2 separate regions of the Mus musculus genome follow, and region 1 is linked to region 2. The links are chromatin contacts, called in public promoter capture Hi-C maps. All regions are on one chromosome and are shown on one strand. The core of a region is the stretch at or near the end of the contact, and the rest is flanking DNA. Distances in the headings are between cores, read along the strand shown.

Region 1 (5,432 bases), core at 631-3,130, 460 kb before region 2:
AGATGGCTCAGAGAGCGGAGCACTTGCCACACCCGTCTGACATTCTGAGTCCAATGATCAGAATCTAAGTAAAAAGCCATTGCTTTAATCCCAAGGCCCCTATGTTGATATGGGAAGTATGGTGGTTTGAACGAAAATTGTCCCAATAGACTAAGGTGTGACCTTGTTAGAGTAGGTGTATCCTTGTAGGAGGAAGTGTGTTGTTGGGGGTTGGTCTGGTGCTGCTTGGTTTTATATGCTAAAATCTGTACCACAAGATCCAGGCTGCCCCAAGACTAGCAAATCCCATCCTGCACTAGCCTTTCTTGTGCAAACCTGAATCCTCAATGTAAAACTATTGGTTAAATAAAACTAGCAACAGCCAATGACTGGGGGGAAATAGAGAGAGGTGGAGTTTGAGTTACTGGGCTGGGGATTACAGATAGAGACCACTAGGGAGGAGGAGAAAGAAAACTAGAGATAGATAGATAGGTAGATAGATAGATAGATAGATAGATAGATAGATAGATAATACATAGATAGATACATGATAGATACATGATAGATAGACAGATAGAGATAGATAGATAGATAAATAGGTAGGTAGATAGATAGATAGATAGATAGATAGATAGATAGATAATACATAGATAGATAATACATAGATAGATACATGATAGATACATGATAGATGGACAGATAGAGATAGATAGATAGATAGATAGATAGATAGATAGATAGATAGATAGGTAGATAGATAGATAGGGAATGTGGAAGAGAAGAAAGACAGAGAGAACAGGAGGCCTCCATTAGCCATGATGTACAGTGCGGTGATGCATATGCCCAGATGAAATGCCTCCCCAGGATACCAGACAGCTGGAGCAGAAATAACGATGAAGATTCAGACAGCAAGTATTTAGGGAGCACAGTTAGGGAAATAAATACTCTAGCATTAGAGAATTAGAAGAGGGGCAATATTCCAGTATTTGTGCAGAGCCTAATAAATAAATCATAGTTTGAGACTCATTCATTTTTAGCTGGATGAGGATAAACCTACATAATTCATATTATTTTACAGTGTGTCAATGGGAGTGGGCCTTGAGATTTCAAATGCTCAAGTCAGGCCCAATGTCACTCTCTCTTCCTGCTGTCTGAGGATCCGGATGTAGCACTCGCAGGTACTTCTACAGCACCATGTCTGCTATGTGCCACCGTGCTTCCCATCATGATGGCAATGGACTAAACCTCAGAACTGTAAGCCAACCTAATTAAATGTTTTTCTCTATAAGAATTGCCATGTCATGATGTCTCTTCACAGCAATAGAAGTCCTAACTAAGACAGGAGGCAAAGAGAGGAGAATCAGCTGGAAGCTGGCAGCTCAACTGTTGGCCACACTAGAATGTGGCAGAAACAAGAGGCAAGCGAGAACCCACTTCTCCAAAGCTGTCCTCTGGCCCATGGATACAAGCTGAGGCTCACACACACATTAATAAAACAGGCAAATTTAATTCACTATCTTATAGATCCAGAGGGAGGCAATTTATGGTGTGTTCTCCAGGCTACGTTCTGCTGGAATTGTCGCGATGAAGATGTGTTCTGTCTCATCTTGTACAGGCTGCTGAACTTCCTTGGTTGGTGACCTCCTTCCTTCACCCTCCAAAACAGCAAGGAAGCATCCACCAACCTGTGACTTCAGCTTTCCTCCCATCAACCCCCACTCTGACCCCCCTTCTAGTACTTTTGCAATTTCATTGAATAATCTGACCTTATAGTCCTTATCTGCACAAAGCCATTTTGTCAAGGGAACACATTTTAAGTTACTGGGAGTAGAACACAGGCATCTTTAGGAAGCTGCATTCCACCTACCCCACCAGTGTTGTAAGGGTTATTTTTGTTGCCATGGTGACTTTGGGGGTGGTATTGCTGCACCAGTCAATTACATCGATGGCATTCACTTCTCTCATGGCTTGCATTTTTCTGCCCAGTTTCCTGGATTGTGCAGAGCTGAGTGAACATCAATTGTCAGACCTGGGCCTACCTTGGGGATTGTGGACAGCACAATGCCTCGTTTGTATTTCAGAAAACAAAGAGATACGGTCAATGTCGTAACTCTATGTTCATTTATGTGGGACATAAAGGTTAGAACATGAGGGTATCTAAGCAATTGTGTGAGTCAATCCTTTTCATCTCTGTGTGAAGAGAATGAGGTACAGAGGAGTCTTCTCAATAGGGAAGAGAGGCAGGCCTGTCGGGAGGAAAGGCCCGCATGGAGGAGGGTGCTGTGCGGAGGAGGAGCTCACAAGGCTGGCCATGGTCACCTGCTAGGTAGTTATAAGCAGATGAGCACTGACTTCCTAGTTCTTTTCTTGAGGCATCTGATGGACTGTGACTGTGTCGGTGAAACATGCGAGGAGCCACTGGCTGGGCAGGCTTGTCATTTGCCCTGCTGACATTGAGTTGATGATGAGATATTTTTAAAAAGCACAAGAAAAATAAAAGTTAGCTTTCTGGAGTTTGCTGATCTGAGGCACCAACTGTTTATACTGATTTTTTTTTTAAATGACAGAATAGGGGTGATTGGGTTTAAAAGTAAGGGTGAAGACATTGTTTTCTTAGTTTTGGAAATATGATCTAAAGAATGTAGTTGAAGCGTGGGAGGAAAGTCTGTCCGAGGCTTTGTTTTGTTTTGTTTTGTTTTGAGATGAGGTCTCACTATATGGCCTGATTTCTGATTCTCCACCGCCTATCTTTTGGAATAACAAGCACCTACCATTATGCCTGGCTACTGCTGCATTTTTTAAAAAACATTTTACTTTCCTTCAAAGTTTACAGAGAAGTATAGCTTTTGGGACACTGGATGTCTTAAGTCCCAAGTAAAGAGTGAGAAGATTTTTGATATTTTTCAACCCCCTAGAAGCACAGAGACATCCGAGTGTATCAGTAAAGCAGACGGGCACTCAGGTTGCAGATGGAGCGCGCTGAAGGGGCCTCACGGAAACCCCGTACGCCAAACAAGCCCCATGCCAAGACTCCTTGATGGTGGCCACCCGCTTCCGGCCCAGCTAGGACTGCTTGATCAATGCACAGTGCACAAGCAAGAGGGCACAGTTTGTCTATGCAAACCCAGAATGTGGGCAAATCCTGATGCAGAAGGAAGAACTGAGCGGTGGTCTCCCTGCCTGCCTCAGGCCTTTGTTGTTGGTGTTCCCTGTTCCCACAGACCTGGTGCGCTGATCACTTCATAGGGTATTGGCTAGTTTCTCCTATAAGCCACACCACGGAGTCCATCACTCTGGGTCTTGTGGTGTAATTCACTTGTCAGAGCACTTTCTAGTGTGGAAGTGTTTAGGGAGAGAAACTGATTAGTGACTGCGTGTCTGGTTTGACTTGAAGAACCGTGGACATTTCCATCCTCCAGAGTCTTGCAATCACCATAAAGGAGGGATTTTTCCCCCCCTTGGGGCGTCGGGGGAGGCAACGTGACACAAGCTGAAGTCATTTGGGAAGAGGGAGCCTCAGTTAAGGAAATGTCTCCATCAAAATGGCTTGCGAACGGGTCTATGGGGGCATTTTCTTGATTGAAGATTAACGTGGGAGGGCCCAGCTCACTTTGGATGGTACCATCCCTGGGGCATCTGGGGGTATGTAAGAAAGCAAACTGATCCAGCCATGAGGAACATGTCATTATGCATTGTTCCCTCCATGGCCTCTGCTTCAATTCCTGCCTCCAGGTTCTGGCCTCGAGTCCCTGCCCTGACTTCCCTCAGTGATAGACCATGACACGGAAGTATAAGCCAAATAACCCTTTCCTCCCCAAATGCTTTTCATCAGAACATTTTATTATAGCAACAGACACAAAGCTAACACAGAGCTCTTGAGAGATGCTGGGACGGGCTATGGACATAGAGAATGCTGAAGTCAATTTCTGACCATGGCCCCGAGACAGAAGCTGCCATCATGTGACGGACGACCAGGCCAGGCTTCAGATATGACCAGTTAAGTCAATAGCATGGATTTAGGCCACTCCCTCAGAAGTTGCACAGGGGACGGTGGCAGCAATGAGAAGTGCGGATTTCATAATTCTTTATAATCCTCTTAAAGCACTCTGATTTGTCCTCGGTGCAACCTTTAACTGAATACCATTCGATTCCCCCTGTAAAAAGAAAAGCAGGGGGTTTGTTGGGGGTTGAGGCAGGGGGAAGGTGCTACCCACCTGGCTTCCTGAGCTTCACCCAGCTAGCAGGTAAGAATAAAAGCGGGAGTGAAACCTCCAGCTTTACCAGGACACAACTCTAGACTTCTAATCCGAAGAGCAGCGAAGAGCAGCCGCCTCCTCATCTTGCCTTTAGAAAGCTCAGGTGAACTGCCTGAGCCGGGCACTTAGTCCTGCCCATGCTTTCACATCGTAAAACAATCAAAGCTCTCTGCTCTCAACTGCTTCTATCCAGAAGTTTAGGCTGTGTGAGTTCTAGGGGAGCTTGCCCATCCGCATGCCCCAGTGTCACTCAGCTTTGCAACAATCAAAAGGCTGAGTCTACACGAGGGTTTCCTACACATGGAAGTGCTTCCTAGAGACAACACCTTGTTTGCAACTCCACTGATTTTCTGGTTTGCTTTGTTTTGTTTTTAAACAGGTACATACTACCAGGCCTGCCTTTTTTACTTGGATTCTTGGTATCAGATTTCATCTCTTCATGCAATTAACTGACTGAGCCATCTATCTACCCAGACCCCAGTTGGTCCTTTAAAAAGAGATTTTTAGAAATTCTTTATTTTTCTGGATAGGTATTAATATGTTTTCCTGTAATCTATGATTTTAAATTATTCCAGCTAACTCCTACTTTATCTTTTACATTTACTTATTCTTTAACATTATCATTTATTTTTACAAATTTTAAAACACTGACACAGAAATCAATGTTTTCTTTATGACTTTTGGGTTTTGGCTGTTAAAGGGGAAATCCTCTCTTTCTAACTTGAAATGTGTCCTCTAGTATGTTCTTCCAATCCTCTGTGTGTGTGAGTGTCTGTGTGTGTAGGTGTGCATGTGTGTCTATGTGTATGTGTGTGTTTGTGTCTCTCTGTGTATGTGTGTCTATGTGTATGTGTGTGTGTGTGTATGTATGTATGTGTCTATGTGTGTGTGTGTGTGTGTGTGTGTGTGTGTGTGTCTTGGCAGTTGCATTGGAGCCTGCATTTAGAAAACCCTGCATATGATCCATTAATGTTTTCTGAGATGTGAATGCTGTAAGCGAGATTACATGTAGATTTATTAACATTTATGGGTCAAAGTATTTGTATTTGAATAGTGGTGACCACACTCATTTACTAGTTACTTTGTAAAAATTATTTAATTTTTATGTGCCTCCAATTTTTAATTGAAAAAAAAAAAAAGGAGATAGAGAGATGACTCAGAGGTTTTGTAGAAGACCCAGGTTGGGTGATGTCCTAC
Region 2 (5,301 bases), core at 248-2,747:
AGTATGAGTTGTGTTTCTATCTTAAAACAAAACAAAAGAAAACAACCCCAAACTGATCAAACAAAACCCCCATTCCTCCTCACATGTCCTCAACCAAAGCTGAGCATCTATTGGCTTGATTTATTCCTGAAACTTGAAAACCTATGTACTCAATTTGGAAGGAGGAAGGCAAAGGGGGTGTGTGGGAGTGGGGACAGACAGAGACAGACAGACAGAAAAAGAGAGACAGAGAAGGGAGGGGAGAGAGAGTGGGGGAGCAGGATCTACAAAATGGTAACATTGAACACCGGAAGAAGAAGAAGAGAGGACCTTGTGAAGATCTAGTCAATTCTCCTGACTGGGGTTCTCATTTTAGGACTCAATTTAACACACTGCCCTGCTCAACCTTTATTGTTTCATTTCCTATGCAACTTGTCTTAGACAGTGGCTTTGTTCTGATGTCTTTAATACATTCCAGTGATTCTCTATGTCAAACAGAGAAGGGGTGGGGCAAAAAAAAAACAAAAAAACAAAAAAACCCCAAAACAAAAAACAAAAAAAAAACCCTCAATGGATACAATTAAACTACCTCTACATGTTCAGATTTTTAAGATCCTACTTAATTGAGCAAGCTCTGTTTTGCAAAACTTAATCTACAAGAGAAGAAATAAAAATTTAAGTCAGTAAGATTAACTTCTCAGTTCATTCGTTTACTTTTAAATGTTGTATTCTGACCCAAAGCATTTCCCCATCCCTCCTGGGTGCTTTAGAAGAAAGTAAATCAGGCGTCTAAACCCAGAAACAAACTCCCGTGGAAAACCAAACCAAATCACGATAAAAACAAGACCAAAGAGAATAACAATAACAAAACTTTCAAATAGCCAGCATGCTTCTAGTTAAGCCAGCAAGGCCTCCGGGTGGGCAGACACAGGTACCCATGGACATTGCGGGTGAAGAGGTCTTCTCTTCTCTTCCTGGTTGTGTCCTGCCCACAGTGTAACCCTAAGCAAACACCCAGCACAGGCCATGGAGAGAAGCTGAGTCAGGCCTTGGCGATGGGCCTAATATCACATTTGAAGTGGGTTTTCTTAAGCACTGGATGAGCAGATTTACCCCTGGGGGTCTTCCCTTGACCCCTAGCTGGTCTTCCTCTTGAGAGCGAGGCTAGACTGTGGCTCCAAAGTCTCCCAACTTAAGAGTCCAGCCCAAGGTGCTCCGTTGCTTGTCCTTGGGTTCTACTGATTTAAAAAACAAAGATCTTCTCAAACCTTGCTTAAAATGGAACCTTCTGGATTCTATCTCCAGACACTACCCCTGTAGCAGCCCTGTGGTGGGGCCCAGGCATCCACCCCGAAACCACAGGTTGATATTCTGGCATTTCCTGGTTTGGCTCTGATCCTTTGGGGTTGTTTACCAGCCCAGCGTGCGCGAGAGCTGCAGCCTTTCCTCAGCCCTCCCCCATGCCAGTGACTCACTCCTGGGGTGGTTACTAGTGCCACTCTGGGCATTGAGGAGACTGCCTGCTCCCTTGATGCCTGCTGGCTTTACTGTTTGTTCCCTCCTTGACTTGTCATAGGAGAGTATGTTATTGTTCCTCTTGCTCCTGCTATCAGACTACAAGGACCAGTGTGGTTTGCATCACAGAAGGGGCGTGCCCTTGGTATTTTCCTGTTCTATCTACTGTACTCAGGTTCTATTATCACGTGATGGGGCGGGGTGGTACTGTGGCCTCCAATAGAACCTTGTGACCTCAAATACCCGCAGATGGTCCCCTCACTTGTTTTCTGAGTCATGAAGGAACCATCCGTTGATACAATCCGACAGTACTCCCGTTTTCTTCCACTTCTTGCTCTATCGGAATTCTGGGCAGCTCTTTCAAAGACTAAAAGTTTGTAGCTGCCTCAGATTATATATTGGAATCCTAGTCCCACAGAGGTGGTGTTAACAGATAAAGTCTATGGAAGGAAGCTAGGATAGGAGTGTGGAGTCCACATTCATGGAATTAATGTCCTTATAATCAAGGCCCTGGAGAACTAGTGACCTCTTGCACCATGAGAGGACACAGAGGAGGAGCCATCTATGACAAAGCAGGCTTCTTTAGAAATCAGTCTGCTAAGTGAACATCCTATCTTCCAGAACTGTGAGAAACAAGAATTGTTCCCCCCCCCCCAAAGCTATCTAGTGTATGGTCTTTTATAAGACATATAACTTATCCTTCTGATGGTTCTACATATGAGGACCTCAACCACTGACATCCATCTACCCACATTCCTGGGTATCTGAGGTAGCTGGGGGTTGTTGCAGTTTGAATGTGAAATGCCTATTGCCAGCAGTTGGTAACACTGTTTTGTAAGAAGGTTATGGAGTCCTTAAGAGAGGGAGCTTCACCAAAGGAATTACATCACTAGGTGTGGGACTTGACCTTGTAAGGGAATAGTCTAGGCTCAGGAAGCCCCAAGACCACGTTCTCTGCACAGTGGAGATTTATTTGCCCCAGAGGGACAAAGGCAGAGAATAAGAGACAAAGACAGGAGATAAAGGTCAAGGAAACAGGAGAAGGGAACAAGGGAGAGGAGGCAGGGGTATGTCCTGGATTGGGTCAGAGGACTACCTCTGGCTAGAGAGGAGACAGACACACAAGCAAAGGGCAGTTTATAAATGTAAAGGGGGAAACGCTGTGTTAGAATGAGGTGTTTAATTTTAACTGTACAGGCTAAGGGGCTTTTGATTGCTGGACTTCAATACTTTGATAGAGCTTGGTGGTCAGCCTCAAGAGGAAGAAGTAGCCAAATAAGAGAATAGACCTTGGAAGCCAGCTTTTAGGGATGTAATCTAATGGCCTTTAGTAAGGCAGAGAGAATGGGGGAAAGGACAAGACCAGGCAGAGTCACGTGTACCATGCTCAGGCTGGCTACAGTCCCTTCAGACATGGTGGAGTTTGGGAGTTTTAAAGGCTTGTTTGTTTGTTTGGGTTTTGTTTTTTAGTAGCAGTTTTTAGTCTGCCTTCTAATCCCTACATACTTTTAAGCTAGAAAATATGATCAACTGATTTAGGTTTCTGCTGCCGTAGCTTCACTAATATGGCTGACTGTATCCCTTCGAACTGTATGTCAAAATAAAAAATAAAACCCATTAAAGCCCATTTTTAAGTTGCCTTTGTCCTAACCAAGGCATTTACTCACAGCAACAGGGAAAATGATGTATAATACCTAGGTTTATCCACTAAGCTTCATTGTTTCACATTCAGGCTAAACTTAAAACTCATGACCTTCCTCTAAGTGCTGGGATTGTATTTCTTACAGAAGAGGACAGCTTATGTGCAACAATTACCCCTCACAGTTTTGTGAACTAGTAAAGAACTACTAAGGGACATGAAGCCAGGAAAGGGGCAACATTACAGTGTGATAGCCCTGTTTAGAATATGTTAAAAATCAAGTTCTAGCACCACATCTGGTGGCCCACCTGTAATCCCAACGTTAAGGAGGCTCAGACAGAAAGACTGCAACGTGGAGGTCAGTCTGAGCTATACGGCAAAGACCAAGGCCCCAAATAATAACAATAAATTCAGGTCTTAGAACATTCTCTAACACTCTCTAGCAATCAATGTTATTAAAGGCTTGAGCCTCTGTCTACTGTCCCACTGAGAGGATGTAGACATGTTAAAGGGTGGGGCCTTATGGGAGGTCTTCAGATCATTGGGAATGTGTCCTTAAAGGTACAGTACACTTTCTCCTTATTCTTCCTCTCTCCCATCCTAGCCATGAGATAGTTTGTTTTACCATACACTCCCCGCCATAATATAGTAGTGCCTTGTCACAGGGCTCAAAGCACACCAAAATCTACAAACCCATGAGCCTAAACTAAACCTTGCTTCTTTTATGTCACCCCACCCCCTCCAGTAATGGAAGGCTACCACTTAAATATGGAACACTACTTTTTAATAATAAATTCTGTTGTGATATATATATATATATATATATATATATATATATATATATATATACATATATATATACATATATAATTCTGTTGTGATATATATATATATATATATATATATATATATATACATATAACCTGGACATGATGGTACATGTTTGTACTCCTGGCACTTGGCAGAGGCAGAGGCAGAGGCAGAGGCAGAGGCAGAGAGGCAGAGAGGCAGAGAGGCAGAGAGGCAGAGAGGCAGAGAGGCAGAGAGGCAGAGAGGCAGAGAGGCAGAGAGGCAGAGAGGCAGAGAGGCAGAGAGGCAGAGAGGCAGAGAGGCAGAGAGGCAGAGAGGCAGAGAGGCAGAGAGGCAGAGAGGCAGAGAGGCAGAGAGGCAGAGAGGCAGAGAGGCAGAGAGGCAGAGAGGCAGAGAGGCAGAGGCAGAGGCAGGAGGATTATGAGTTCAAAGCTAGCATGAACTATATTTCAAGAGTCTATCTCAAAAGAAATAAAGCAAACAATTAAGAAACAAACTATAATAAACACCCTGTGCACAGAAAATACTGTCTTTCTGTGTGTATTTATATGTAAGTATCCATACATATGCATCTGCACATGTGTACTGGTTAAGACTTAAGAATTCATATATTGTAAAATACCACCCTAAGAAGCCAATTCAGGTTTCTTCCTTGGTGAAGTTTCTTATGTTTTGGTGTTACCCTGTTCATTCAGTGACATTCATTGTCTATAGAGATAAGCAACACAGCAGGACTGAAGTAAAAGAATAAAACATTCACCTCTGAGAACTAGATTCATGGGCTTACATATAAGAGAGGGAATTTAGAATAAAGCATAGGAACAAATGCCTCCCGAGAGCAACTGGATAAAACTTTCTATAAGGAAGGAGAGAATCAGGAAAAGAATAGAAGACTTGGATCCTTGATAGGGGCTCTGCGTGGGTCCTGAGTGTAGAAGATAAAAAGCACCTCCCCTCGCCCTCACTCCTGGGCAGTAAAGGCAAGGAAGAGCCAGAGAAATCATGTTCTCTGAATGAGGCAGAATCCCTAATTTCTACAGAACCACCCTGAAATGGTAATGAAGAATGCAGGAATGGTGCCCCTGGACAGTTGTGCAGACTGTAGTCGGTGGAACCCCCTCAAAGCCTGTGGGAGCAGCAGAATTCTTTATGGGTTGCGAGGTGCATTTAGTCATCTCGATCTAAGAAGTACAGCTGTGACTGTTGAGCCTCTGTAGATGGATTCCTAAAAGTCCCATAGAGTGGCAGGTGGAGCTGTGGTTGCCTACATCTGATACTTCTTCTTTGACCTGAAAGGAACATTTTTTTATTATTATTGTTACATTGTGAAAGATAAACTGGAGATAAAATGTAATATT

The links. Promoter capture Hi-C pulls out the DNA fragments that hold promoters and counts their contacts.
Region 1: a contact with region 2 is called in a promoter capture Hi-C map of hippocampal neurons, with 2.4 times the contacts expected there. A contact is called at or near these places in 3 of 39 promoter capture datasets (hippocampal neurons and liver) and 1 of 484 Hi-C or Micro-C datasets (adipose-derived mesenchymal stem cells).

The regions. Positions count from the first base shown.
Region 1 is chr19:21,556,234-21,561,665 of GRCm38.p6, reverse strand. No RefSeq gene overlaps it. Among named protein-coding and RNA genes, the nearest start is that of Gm38486, 37 kb to the left of the region's middle.
Region 2 is chr19:21,100,906-21,106,206 of GRCm38.p6, reverse strand. 4930554I06Rik (RIKEN cDNA 4930554I06 gene) reads right to left here and starts at 1,497. Exons shown (of 2, transcript NR_126458.1): 1 at 1,455-1,497; 2 at 669-1,214.